Linked DNA regions of Danio rerio: region 1 is linked to region 2. Evidence: chromatin contacts called from public Micro-C data. All regions are on one chromosome and are shown on one strand. The core of a region is the stretch at or near the end of the contact, and the rest is flanking DNA. Distances in the headings are between cores, read along the strand shown.

What was found. A called contact is a pair of places that touch in the nucleus more often than the background predicts.
Region 1: a Micro-C map of caudal fin shows a contact between it and region 2, with 4 times the contacts expected there. The contact joins the enhancer-like site here to the promoter of bag6l in region 2. A contact is called at or near these places in 4 of 18 Hi-C or Micro-C datasets (caudal fin, embryo, hematopoietic stem cells and 1 more).

Annotation. Positions count from the first base shown.
Region 1 is chr19:33,313,485-33,316,184 of GRCz12tu, forward strand. All of the region lies in intron 1 of LOC141379124 (a long non-coding RNA gene), which reads right to left. Among named protein-coding and RNA genes, the nearest start is that of mfsd2ab, 21 kb to the right of the region's middle. Within about 2 kb of position 1,342, at least 17 of the 62 cell types and tissues checked have an H3K27ac peak or open chromatin away from gene starts, as enhancers often do. A contact at or near this core is called in caudal fin, where this site is marked.
Region 2 is chr19:32,981,038-32,983,737 of GRCz12tu, forward strand. It overlaps bag6l (BCL2 associated athanogene 6, like), which reads right to left and starts at 1,354. Exons shown (of 24, transcript NM_001328276.1): 1 at 1,224-1,354; 2 at 606-697; 3 at 1-106. The coding sequence starts at 683. It overlaps LOC141379131 (a long non-coding RNA gene), which reads left to right. Exons shown (of 2, transcript XR_012395132.1): 2 at 1-1,333.

The sequences.
Region 1 (2,700 bases), core at 92-2,591, 330 kb after region 2:
AAGATAAGCCTTTGTTGTCTCCAAAATGTGTCTGTATAGTTTCAGGTCAAAATGAACAGATTATTTAAAGCCTCCAGAATCTCCCCATTTTTGTGTCTGTATACTGTAGCGGTTTTTGTAGCCTGTGGCTTTAAATGCAAATGAGCTGCTTCTCCTTGCTCACCGTTCCCACATGCATGTCTGCTTCTCATCATGCATTAAGTCAGATAAACAGCAGTCAGTGATAGATACAGACACAGATGAAGCTAAAATGCAACTCATTAGTCAACAAATGCCAAGTAAGTTTCATGTATTTGTGGTGGAGTTTTTTCAAACCTTTCTGAGTCTTACATAAATGCTGTTTGCGGTAAAGCACACACAGACATATTAGCATTTACTGATACCATGCAGCCGTGGTGATTATAATGGTTAAGAATTGCATATCGATTTTACTGCCTTTATTACAAACATGCTCTCTTTTAAAAAAGTTTTTAACTAATAAAAATCACAGAGAGTTGGAAGAAATATTTTAAGTTTCTTTGCCTGTCAATCAATTCGGTGGGCGCGGAAAACTGCACTCCTATACCACAATGGTCCTATTTTAACTCCATGAAATAAAAAAGAGACTTGTTGTGTTTATATCACTCCAGTATCACTGTGGACACACTATACCTACACACAGCTCTGTCCAAAAAGCTTGCAAAAGTTCCTCATAGGTGCCCTTTAAATATTATTTACTAACACATTAATAAAATGTAATATTTATGGCTATATAAACATTTAAAAAGCATAATCCTAAATACTAATTTAGCATTCTTAGCATCAATAGTCTGAAAACCTCAAGCTGAAATCTTGTGATCAATAAAAACTGTTATAAGAAATGCTGAGTTTATACTGACATTTTGAATCCTGAGTCGCTTAAAAGCAGACAAATCTGAGTTTAACTATAGCAAAACCGATGATGTAGTCTAAAATAAAGAAACACGAGGAGAAACCTTTTTTTTACCAGAGGAAAAATCTGATAGGTTATTAATTTTTGCAGATGTCAATTTCCTTTGCAGTTAATGTTACCATGGTCTTGGAGAAACAACTGTGATTTATGTTACAGCTTTCAATTGTGCTGTTTCTTTCTTACTCTGTTACACGTCCTGTAGGTTTAGGTTTGGCTGCCGGCCTTCTGCATGAGCGAATGAATGAATAAAATAATATATCTTTCAGTGCAAACACTGCTTGATTTAGACAGCAGAGGTCAGAAGACAGACAAAAAAATCGCTACTAAAACATCCCCGAAGTTTGTACTAGGCCCAGGATGTTTGGCAGGCGGCATGAATTTTTTCGACAGCTGAGGCATTTAAGTGCTAGAGAATAACAGCATTACAACATTCAGCCGTTGGGTCTGGCACCAGCAGAGCCCCCCGAGGAGAGAGACAGAGAATCAGCTGCTTCAGCATGCATGAGTTTGTTTGAGCATCTGCGGGGAGGGCATGTGTTTTACTGCCCTGCAATTCTGACATAAAAGCAATAAAATGAAGTGTGGAGAAAGAACAGCGAGATCTGTGTGAGTCTACATGAGTGTGTGGCTGCATGAAAACAGAGCTGATATGAGGACAGTATGTGGTGTATCATATTGTATGTTAAAGGGTAGTGGGGCCTGCGTGCATTTGCTTTGGATCTCTTGGGGAGGCACTTAGGCTGCTGTAAACCGATGCCTAGGGGATCTGGACAGCTGGAGTTGCTCATCTGTCTATCAGCTTTCATCAAAGACCTGCTTCTTTTGCTTTGGTCTCTAAGGAGTTTCTTACAACCAGCCTAAACTTTTACTCTGTGTGGGGTCTGACATGATCGTGTTATAAAATGGATATTTCAGGTCTTTGATTCTTGACACCATTGTAAATTGCTTTATAGGGGCTTTTGCACCAGATTAACTTTTTTCTAGGTCCAATAGAACCTTTTTGGCAATGCTCTTAGTTACAGGAACTCCATCAATTCAATTCATCTTTATTTCTATAGCCCTTTTAGATTGTGTCAAAGCCGCTTAACATAGAAGTTCTAGTAAAGTTCAGTTTAGTTTAGTTTAGTGTGGTTTAAATTTCACTGCTGAAAGTTTAAACACTGAAGAGAGAATTCATCGGTGCACAGCTCCACAATCCCAATCCAAGCAAGCAAGCCAGTGAATAGGAAAAACATTGACCAATTGACAAAGTGTTGAAACAGTGGGACTAAATGTGTTTACCTTTCAGAGTTGGGTCAATCCAGCATGATCTCACAAGGAAACATAATTTTACATATGGTCAGAAGAGTAATTTGTTCAAACATGACATGAATTTTAAAATGAAGTGTGGCCCCAAAGCCCTCCCCAACACTAGCCCTCATTATGGGATGAGCAAGTCATACTAAAATGTACAAATGAGATTGTACACATGAATGCAAATTAGCCACTAAATCAAAAAGTTAACTGCTGTGAGATTACGCTGGTCTATCTTAACGCAATAGGAACTATAGTGATGTAAGTGAACATTGACTGGGCAGCTGGAGACTATATGAAACAACGGATCCATATTCTAATGTGTTACATTTATGTACAGAAAGCTAATAGTGTCTTTTGCATGGGTAGTAACAAGAACTAATATATGGTAACACTAAAAACTAGTTTCCTCTCAGATAATTTTCCTGGATGCATTCACATCATCACTTGGAACAAGTAAAGAATAACTAATTTCA
Region 2 (2,700 bases), core at 104-2,603:
GTGTCCTTTCATCCTGTAGCACTTTACCCTGGTAAATCAACCTCTGCTTATCCACAGAGATTTCAACAGAAGCAGCGATGTGCTCCTTAAACTGCTTCACTGTCCACTGAAAGTAAGAAAGGTGACATCCAAAACATTAACAGCAACAAAATTGATTCATCAAAGTAAAGCTTGTTAATCAGTTTAAACGCAGTAGTATATGTTTATACTGTGCACACAAGCTGAATCTGAACAAACTTAAAAGTGGTGGCTGGCTGCAGTATAGGTCATAAATTCCATCCTCTCTGTGTAAACAATTGTAATGTGAGTCAAGCTAAAAATTAATGACAATTTTTCATATGGTTTCCACAATTTTAGGACGTATTAAATTATGCTGAGGTATGTTTGCTTCAATTTAGTCAACTGATGCCATGAACAACGAGGACAGCTTAACTACAGATTTGGGCTCCAAATGGCATCACTGGTGCAAGAGGCCAGCGACCATACTGAGATTTTAAGTTCAATTTTCTAATGTGAAACGCCACATCTTTGTTGTGTATAAAGTTTATATTCTAAAATGACCTTGTTTGGTGCAAATATATCACAAAGCTGACAAAAACACACACCTCTCCTCTGACGGTGAACGTCCTGCTCTGGGAGTCCAGAGTTTTTACGGTCACCTCTATGACTCCTGATTCCTCCATGACCTCCAAAATTTCTTTTAAAAGGTGAGAAGATGGAAAAAGTTTCTAAAAATGATTAAAAAAGATTGACATCTTTAATTAGCAGATATCAAACAGCATCTATGATGTAACAATAAACCGCAGTACTCGTTCAAATCAAAGCTGCTGACTATAAGTTTGACCGCGTATTTTATTGCCAGAGAAACGTCAAATCTGACAGTGCGGCTTCACTGATTTAAGTGGGTGCGTTCTTGTTTTGTCTCCATAGTAACGCTGGGCGCTACTGGCACTGAAGATGCTTGCGGTCGCATATTGCACTTTATTTTAATATACTTTCATGCAAAATATTAAATTAGCTATGCTTATTTTTATAAACACGAATATACATAACTTATCGCTACTGTTAAACAACACTGCTATAATATACAAGAAAGGCTAACAAGTTTTTTGCTAACATATCAAAGCAATTCGGTTACTCCAGAAAAAAACAATAACGCAAGTTAAATATGGATAACAGCAACATATATATGGGTTAGATATGCAAAACATCAAACACCTTACATGTAACAGATAACTGTTGTAGTTCGACGATTCAGGGTTTTTAATGCTAATTATTTTATCTTACACAACGACTATAGAGACATGGCTAGCTAAGCAGCTAGCATAGCAAATCCCATTCGGTGACATGAAGTGACGTCATGCTTTCTGACAAAAGAGGGATTTCAAAATAAGGTTTTTGTGTGAAGGCGTGATTTTTTCCCCAAACCAGCGTAGTGGTTTGTGGTGTTTTCAAGTTAAGTGTACTCCTTTAGAAATTAAAGTTCATAATTTAGGTCCGTAGCCAGCCTAGTGAAATGAGTGGTTCTTTTTGTTCTCAAAACGTGGACATTTTTGCTGTTATCGACTCATTTTCCACTCTACAGCACAGCGTTGCCCTCAGGCAATATAAAGTTTTTTAAGGCTCGTTCTAAGCACAGATAAAAAAAAAAACGATTGCAACCAATTCAAATGTTAGAAAAAGTATCAATAAAACATCCAATAAGGTGTGGGAGTCACTATCGAGCACCGGGTGGAACTTCATCTTCTGACTCGTGTTGACAGGAGCACATGGCATTAGAAGAAGTTAAGATTATTTGCTTATTTAACCTCGTTTAAAGTGACATAAACTGCACAAAAAAATGTGTTTATTTTGTGAAGTTGTAGAGAAGCCTTTTGTCAGGATTTATGAAGCTTTTTTTTATTCTACATGTTCAGAAATGTTTTTTTTTCTTTTCGTTGCCTCAGGGCAACGTCGTGCGATAAGTGGTACTTTTCAAGATGTGTTTACTGACATTACATGTGGGCATTTTCAAATATTATAATTTTTACATATTGTATGATTTTTAACATGTTTGACAGAAAAATGGACGTAGGCTTGTTCTATGGAAGAGCAGGATCTAGGAGTTAGGCGAATCTGAGGACAATGAGATTGTAGTGACAGTGAGGAGAACAAGGTTTGAGCAGAAGTGTATAATCATAGACTGTAAAATATATAATATATCTTCAGAAGTTCAAAAATTAGCACTGACTATCATTTATAAGTTATCAGTTTACTTAGCATGCAGCACACAAAATAGGGGTCAAATATGCAGACAATAACAATACAGTGCTCACCATATACGAGTAAATCACTCACAAACCTCTCGTTTAAATCAATATTAGATCTAGGGCTAATCTAACAAAATAATTTATGATAACGGTCCAGAATTAGTACATCTAAATTGATATGTTAGAGAAAAATATTGAACAAAAAATGTAATAGAGCAAAATTCAACAGAAACAAAAAATATATATAAAATTTAGTTGAAATTTTGTAGTTTGTAATCTTTTCCCCAATACATTCATTAAAATGTATTATCTTCTGTTTCTAAAGATGTTCGGTGAATGAAATATTATTTTAATAAATATATCAGTTTAATAAATCTGTTTTGTTTAAATTCACCAAAACAAATTACTTATAATCACAGATAATTGGATAAAAAGTCATTTTCAAAATGGG